2 separate regions of the Zea mays genome follow, and region 2 is linked to region 1. Evidence: chromatin contacts called from public Hi-C data. All regions are on one chromosome and are shown on one strand. Each heading gives the region's core, a stretch centred on a gene start, on an enhancer-like site or on the middle of the called end of the contact. The rest is flanking DNA. Distances are from core to core; before and after follow the strand shown.

What was found. Hi-C and Micro-C count contacts between places; a contact is called where the count stands out from the background.
Region 2: a Hi-C map of ear shows a contact between it and region 1, with 2.3 times the contacts expected there. The contact joins the promoter of LOC100272367 here to the promoter of LOC100282840 in region 1. A contact is called at or near these places in 3 of 25 Hi-C or Micro-C datasets (ear, leaf and tassel).

The regions. Positions count from the first base shown.
Region 1 is chr3:9,921,986-9,926,325 of Zm-B73-REFERENCE-NAM-5.0, reverse strand. LOC100282840 (D-tyrosyl-tRNA) reads right to left here and starts at 1,969. Exons shown (of 8, transcript NM_001397645.1): 1 at 1,830-1,969; 2 at 1,668-1,759; 3 at 1,071-1,137; 4 at 920-950; 5 at 680-820; 6 at 147-172; 7 at 1-59. The coding sequence starts at 1,871. LOC100284168 reads left to right here and starts at 3,087. Exons shown (of 4, transcript NM_001157064.2): 1 at 3,087-3,327; 2 at 3,801-3,879; 3 at 4,076-4,190. The coding sequence starts at 3,183.
Region 2 is chr3:10,121,969-10,126,100 of Zm-B73-REFERENCE-NAM-5.0, reverse strand. It overlaps LOC100272367, which reads left to right and starts at 2,163. Exons shown (of 5, transcript NM_001146849.1): 1 at 2,163-2,552; 2 at 2,643-2,756; 3 at 3,919-4,132. The coding sequence starts at 2,386.

The DNA.
Region 1 (4,340 bases), core at 720-3,219:
CCTTGCAGTGAGGGTGAGTCGATTTGCATTGTCACGGGGCCATCATTCACCAAAGAAACCTGCAAGGCTTTCCAATTTACACCTTTTTTTCTGAGAAGGTCAATCAAACGCTATGAGGACAAATAACATGTTTCAGTCAGAGGCACCTTCATCATCGCTCCAAAAACACCATCTGCCAGTCAAAGTAGGAAATCGTCACATATATTTTCATGTGATACAGTGACTCATGGCAGAAATCTTTAGATGTAGATGGAACATAGTGCAAAACAGCAAAAGCAATAGTAGCAGCAGAGAAATAACAAGTGCAAGAAGATCATGTATTATGAGTATGGGGAGCATAGACATACTATGGCAATAGGCCAATAGTTCAGCGAAGTAAACAAGTGAGCAGAACATCTGGAAAACATCACTAAAGAAATAGCTATGTTATCGGCATATCATAACAGGAAGTGACTATTGAGAAGATGAAATGTACATCCAGCAGAAAAGAATGTTCAACACAGGACCATGGGCGGCGTGGGAACGTTACAATGAATGTATCAATAATAACAGGAAAATCCAAAATATAGGCATATCCATGTTAACAAAAGGAAAGAGAACATTGATTTGGTATTCAAGAATTCAGGTTGGCAAACTGTGTAAAGCGCAACGAATTAATTATAAAATACATATTTGTTACCTTTCACTGAATCAGCCGAGTATGACCTTTGAAATTTCTCAACTAGAGAAGCATAGAATGGTTTCGCTTTTGCAGGTGACATAGCCACGTGAAAATCTGGCTTATTACCCTTCAGGATGCCGTATAAGGTGAACTGACTGACTGAAGAAGACATCATGTCAGAAATGTAGTGGTTAATAACAGATTTAATGGAGGCTATTTATATTTTACACATGGTGAAAGGCTGCATCATCATATTACCCAATAGCACTTCAAAGTTACGCTGCATAACCTGCAGGGAAGAAAAATCTTATTTAAATTAGACTTCAAAGCTCATACGAAGTGCAAGAAATAATTAACATTCTCAAGTAGGCCAACTTTATTCTTTGGGCCAAGATGGTCTGAGGCTTACACTTTGATCCCATGCTTTTCCAGTCTTGTCATTTGAAAACAGCCTCATGTTCAGGACCTTCCGACAACTATGTAAGGGTAGTATTAGCATGCAAATTAGAGGTATAACAGCAGGTCATGTTAATTTAACATTTCAGCATAAACAAAATTTCATAAAAAGGGTGGTAAGTTAACAACATATCAGAAAAAAAGGTGTCAGAATTTGGCAAAGCCCGATATGTTGGACACATAATATATTTGCCAAAGAATACTAATAACGAAGCTGGCACCGAATGCATGCCGCATGCGGTACTAAACACAAAAAACATACCACACAACAGATTACGTTAGCAGTACAAGTGACTAATGCTATCATTCATTTATCAAGGATCATCATTACATTCTGCACTGCAATCACTCCGTCAGCTCAAATAACTGGTTACTGAATCAACACAGTACACTGCTAACTGATATCCGGTGAACACATCCCCACTGCAGATTCTGATGAGCTATAAAGATATAGTCATAGGTAAACAGACAATAATTGAGACGATGGCTAGCAGTATAAACCAGTAACTGGAGGAAGTGGGAGGCGAATGAAAGGAGAAGAGTGTTATACATGTAGTCGGCGTCGGAGTCCGTGTCCGCCTCGTGGACGCCGACGAGAACGAGGAGTCCAGGGCCGATCGCAGACACTATTCGCCCCTCGACCTGCGACCCCACAGAGAAGCATTCAGGGAAGATTCCGAGCGAATTGCAGTGCACTGGAGAGCGCGCTCACCTCGACACTGGCCGAGAGGACGCGCTGCACCACAGCCCTCATCCTGTGTCTTGTCCTGCGTCCGCCAAGCACAGTGCTGAGGGACGACCGGACGAGTCGCTGCTCGCCGTCGAGAGATCCAGAAACGGCGGCGGTTCTGGTAGAGCCTGGGGGGAGCTAGTGCAATGCGCGGACCCGGATGCCTCGTTGATGGGCCTTTGTTGTCAAACACCCCGTTGATGGGCCGTGAAAAAGGCGCCAATAACTTACTGGGTCGGGCTTTGCATTTGTTCTGTTGCCTGAACTAAAAATTCTTGACAAAATATTACATGATAATATACTTGACAAAATATTCTGTGCCTAGAGGAAATAACACAACAAATATTACGATCTACATTATTGTGTCAAGGAATACATGCAAGTTATTTTAAACTAGTACCTCAAATTTAAATATGAGGCTTTACACAGAAAAACCTCTAACAGTGTCTCATTTCATAAAATTAAATCAGGGATTCAGGGGGAAAACAGTATGGTCTAAAACTTCTGAATCGGCTTGGAGTCGATGCTGACGAAGAGAAGGGAAATTTCATTTCACAGCGTAGAGAAATTTCTGATGCAGTGCCCAAGGTGTCTCAGATAAATCATTTGTAAATATTTCACAGGAGTGGCTCTTGATAAATGTGAAATTAGTCCATAGAAATCAGCGTATGAGTTAATAAAGGATGAAGGAAATTACTTTGTACTAGCATGTGATGCTCTAGAAATCACGATAGGATACAGTAATAAATCCTTAAAAAGCAGAAGCATCCAATCACTCATGTAATATCACTCTGGCATGACATCAGCCTACTACACCATGCCAAAGCGGAATAGTTACTAGCTGCTTTAGAATGAGGTGGCAAATTGACCTTTTTGGTGGCACGCCTGGCGTGTCGTTGCGTGCCTCTCTCGCAGTCCAGTCAGTCTCGCCGCCGCCGCGGCGGCTGCAAATGCTATCTGATCATCCACGTCTCGCGGCGTTATTCAGCTTATAAAGAAATCCACGGCTAATCAACTGGTTATTATTAACTCAGCGATCGATCATTTCGCCTTTTGGCATGTTCTCTTCTGAAACGATTAGCTGGGGGCGCTGGGCCCGGACCCGGGAGGGCAACGGCCAGCCGATCGTCCGCGTGGCGTGCATGGCATGCACATGGGCCACGACGACAGCTGGCGGGGCGGCCTCCTTCCTTCCTCCTGCCCCAGTTTGATCCCTCCTGTTCCCGTCCAAAGTGTGGCGTTGTCACTTGTTGTCAGGCTACCGGACCAAACTGCGTGCTCCGGCCTCCGGGAGAGGAGAGAGGGTAGAGCCAGAGGAGTTGGGCGCGCAGCAGGATGAGCGGGGAGGAGGCCGACGGCTCCAAGCCCCAAGGAGGCGGTGTACACTACGGCACCTTCCAGGGGCCGCCCAGCTACCCGCCCCCGCGCCCGCCGCCGAGCCTCTCCGCCCACCACCGCGGCGACTACCAGGCCGTTCCCGGTAACGCTGCTGCGATTTCCTTTCTCGAATACTTCCCCAATTCACTTTCTAGGCGTACCATTTATAAGACAAAAATCTGCGGGATCAAGTTTCTAGGCATCGTTCGTCGTCCCACACACACACACAGTCACACACCCAGAGAGCGAGAGGTTTCTAGGCGACTAGGCGTCGTTTGATCTCAACTGATTGCCCCTATTCGGCGACTCTACTATTGTGCAAACTGGGGCCACTAACCAAAGTAAATTACCTTTTACCTTGTTATTACAAGGATATTTATTAATCCATTTCAGTTCTGGAGCGACGGTTCTACTGTACTTCTCTAGTCTACTCCTACTTACTGTCAAACCCTTCTTGTCCTGTGCCTGTGCCCACTGTATGCAATGTACGTATACTGTAGAGTACCTGCTCTGCTTTTCGATGCATTCCGTGTATGCTTAAATTCCATGTTTCTGTTTTCCTTGCTCCGCTTTCAGCTCGAGATTACGAGGCAGGTGTGCGGGGACGTAGCCATGATCGACTTCCCTGTTGTGGCATTGGTTTTGGATGGTTCCTGTAAGGCATCTTGCTCCATTTTTTTCTTTCTCTGCTCATACATTAGATTCATTCATGTGTGCCAAGCAGCATTGTCGTCCCACGTTCGATACCTGGGCAGAATTCATGGTACAGCAATTGCAGTGCTGCTGCTATAGCTTCGTGTCCTTCTGATTTATTTGCTCTTTCTTCTAATGATAACCCCTTGCGCTTCAAGGTTCATAGTCGGTTTCTTCCTTGGTGCCATTCCCTGGTACGTTGGAGCCTTTCTGCTGTGCTGTTCCAGAGTTGATTACAGGGAGAAACCAGGTTATGTCGCATGTGTTGCAGCGGTGAGTAAACAACTTGTTTCCACATATCAGATAGCACTAGTAGATAAAACACATTTCCGTTCTTGCTCAACTTCTACTTTCTTTATCTGTGCATGACTAGCAGTAAATTTTGAATCGATCGAGAGAATGAACCTTAAATTGATGTTATTA
Region 2 (4,132 bases), core at 914-3,413, 200 kb before region 1:
CACTGATGGAACAATTACTTACTCTGCAGTTTCTGTCCCTGATATTGAGCCTACATCACATATTGCTGCTATGAAGCATCCTCTATGGCGTCAGGCTATGATTGATGAATTTCAGGCTTTAATCAAAAACAAGACGTGGCATCTTGTCTCGCCTCATGCTAATCTCAATATTATTGATTGTAAATGGGTTTTTTGAATTAAACAGAAATCTGATGGGTCTATTGATCGTTATAAAGCACGTCTTGTTGCCAAAGGGTTCAAACAGCAACATGGTATTGATTATGACGATACTTTCAGTCCAGTTGTTAAACCTACTATTGTCAGGCTTCTGCTCTCTCTAGCAGTCTCTCGTAATTGGACTATTTGTCAAATTGACATCCAAAATGCATTCCTCCATGGGGTTCTCCATGAGGATGTCTACATGAAGCAACCTCCCGGTTTTATTGATTCCACTCATCCAGATTACCTCTGCAAATTGGATAAAGCACTCTATGGTCTCAAACAAGCACCGCGTGCATGGTTTTCACGCCTCAGCTCCAAATTAATTGACCTCGGGTTTTCTCCATCCAAAGCTGATGTATCCTTATTCATTTTTAATCACCAAGGCATTCAAATATATATGCTCATATATGTGGACGACATCATCATTATTAGTTCGTCTTCAGTGGCCACCGATCGTCTCCTTCAACAGCTTCGACAAGATTTTGCAGTGAAAGATCTTGGTGCTTTGAGTTATTTTCTTGGTGTAGAGGTTAACCAGAGTTCACAGGGCATTATTTTGTCTCAGCGCAAGTACATAAAGGACCTCCTGACCCGAACTGGCATGAGAAACTGTAAGGGTACCTCTACTCCTATGTCTCCGACGGAACCGTTGAAGCTCGTGGGAGGTCAACCCTTATCTCCCGAGGATGCTACCAGGTACAGGAGTGTAGTTGGTGCGCTCCAGTACCTTTCCCTCACTAGACCGGACATCTCTTTCTGCGTCAATAGAGTTTGCCAATTCATGTCCTCACCGACACTCGAACATTGGATGGCTGTTAAGCGAATTCTGCGATACTTGACTGCTACGATTGAAATGGGTATGTGTATTACAAAGTCGTCATCAACATTGCTCAGTGCCTTCTCTGATGCTGATTGGGCAGGTAATCCTGATGATCGACGAAGCACCGATGGTTTTGCCATATTTTTTGGCAAAAATCTCATCTCTTGGAGTTCTAGGAAACAACCAACAGTATCTCGTTCTAGTACAGAAGCTGAGTACAAAGCTATTGCTGATGCCACTGCTGAAGTAATATGGTTACAAGTCCTTCTCCGGGAACTTGGTCTTCCACAGCCTCGTGCTCCGACTTTATGGTGTGATAACATTGGTGCGACATACCTCTGTGCTAATCCCATATTTCATCGACGATCAAAGCATGTTGAAGTAGATTACCATTTTGTCCGAGAACGAGTGGCTACTAAACAACTTGAGGTTCGCATCATTTCGTCCAAGGATCAGGTGGCGGACGTTATGACTAAACCCCTGACCATTACACCATTCAGTATATGTCGACGCAATCTGAACATTGCTTCACCATGTCCAGATTGAGGGGGATGTTAAATGATAGCATATATTCTATAGATAGAAGGGCAGATTTCCTCTCTCCTGAAGAGCTGCGTCTCTGATTTTCTTTCTCCTGAAGAGCTACGCCTCTGATCCTTTTCTTGATTCTCTTGTATGGTTACCATACTATGTACCCTGTACATCTATATAAACAGAATACAAGACCCTTGAAGGGCAGGCATCGAGCCAAACTAACAGGAAAGACAATACTATGCGCTTAATAAAAAGCAAAATGGGTGCGATTACTTATTCAGTGCAAGCACCTAATTAAATCATGCAAAACATCAATGTAGATTCAATGACAGTTGTCGTTCTTGTATTTCTATCCTTTTTATGTTTTTGTGTTTTTATATTTTTACCTTCTCACGTTTTTGTAGTTTGATCTTTTAGAGAGTGACGTGGAAGAGTAGAATATAAAATAAAAAAAATCGGACAATGTTGGATGTAGAATTCTAGAATCTAGATTACATCCTTGCACAGAATTTGTTCGGACTCCGTGTTCTGCACGCGAGAACCCAGAGGAGCGCTACAGAACGGAGATTTTGCCGCCTCCGTCCCCTCCACCGTTCTGGTCGCTCGCCGGTAGCTGCTCCCCGCTAACTACTCTTCCTCGCCCCGCCGCCATCGGTCCTCGCGACGCCCCTCTCCACTGCCTGTCCTGCTGCTCCACGCCGCGGACAGATCACCTCGCTCCCTCAGCTTGCAGCCGCGCCGGCACGAAGGACGGAAGGACGGGACATCCGTGGGGAACTCAAAAAAGATCCCGATACCTGGTCGCCACAATGGATCACGGCGGCGGCGGCGGTAGCGGCATCTGGATCCGTGCGGCAGTGGCGGTGGCGGCGGGAGCCGCCATCGCGGCGCGCGCTGTCCGGCGCAAGTCTGTCGACTCCAGCGCCGTGTTCGTCGGAGTCCCCGCCATGGTGGCTCATACCGTCGCCGGGTACAGGTTGGAGAGCCGCCTCTTTTCAGTTCTCCCTTTCCGGTGGAAGGGCTCGCCCATGAAATCGTGACGAGATCTCGAGTCTGGGACGTGCAGGTTCGCGGGGCTGCTACTGGTGTTCTTCTTCACGTCGTCGCGGGTGACGAGGGTCGGCGAGGCGAGGAAGCGTGCTCTCGATCCCGAGTTCAAGGAGGGCGGGCAGCGTAACTGGTGAGCGAGATCGCTGCCTCTGTTACCAATTTATAACCAAGAGTGATATGGAATACCTTTTCTCAGTTTGGGGTATGATGGTGGGGTAAATCTATGCAACACATGAAAACTATGTCTGAAGTTACTTGATTTTGTATGTTGGTGAATGATGTTATAGGTTGAGGTTCTGCAGATCGGATAATTATTGATTTTTTATACTTATTGTCTACATTGTTAGCTCTCTAGAGATTTTTTTATTGTTTACATCATTAGCTCTCTACAGACTTCAGATGACTTCAATTCTGGTTATTTAGTAGAATAATGAGTTGATTTGTTGGGATAGAGTTTATATCTCAGTAGAAATTTTCGACGAGATCAGAGTATCTGGTGGGAGTTTTGTTCGATTATTTCCGGTAGTGATCCTATAGTTTTGTGTCAGAGGAGAAACCAAGGGCTTTATATGGCATTGTGCAGCCATAAAATGACTAGATGAGCTAACTTTTCATAAGTGGAAGGATGAGGCCCCTCAATTTGAATTCAATTGCCTTTCTTCTGTTAAGGACACATCATGTCCACTGTCTAATAAAAGATGTTCTGTATGCCTTTCTGTACACTGATGTAATTAATATTTTTGCCGGCATGCCTACTTTCTCTAGCTCAGTAGCTATGCCATTGGTTGTTACATTATGCTCACTTTTATTCATAGAGTTGCTAGAATACAGAAAATAATAAACAATGGACAGTTTCTATTTTGATGTAAGATTATCCTCCACCCATATTTATCCATCCTTTTCAGAATTAGAGTCATTTTATGAAAATAAAAGGCTCTTGGTCTGGATGTCATGTTGATTGTGGAACAAGTCTACCAGTAATGATGGAGATAGAAAGAGGGAAACTACATATACGGTACTTGCAATTGATTACCAATCAAGAAGCTAAACCTAAATTCACTTTTCCTATACCAAGCCTTGTTCATGGGCGCGACGCTACGCCGTGAGCCATTGCTGGTAGACTTGGTCCCACATGACAGTGGATTTAAATGAGATGCAACCATTGTGCCTGTTTTTGTGGGCTTTTTAATATTGAAAAATATTTTCATTATTGCTTAGCTGGATATGTTTGGATTTCAGAAAGTTCCCTTCTGAATCTTTCTAATGCAGGTGCAACCCACTCTTATTGGCAGGAAGCAAGTTTTGTCAAATAGCGGTATTGCAAGTATCTTGGTTGTTTTGATAGCATCAGTTACCGGAGGGACAGATAGGTGTTTGGATTCAAAAGAGTCGACTCTTGTTACTGCTCTTATTGGTGGTGTTATCGGACATTATGCTTGCTGCAATGGAGATACTTGGTCATCTGAGCTCGGCATTCTCAGTAAAGCTGAGCCACGAATTATCACA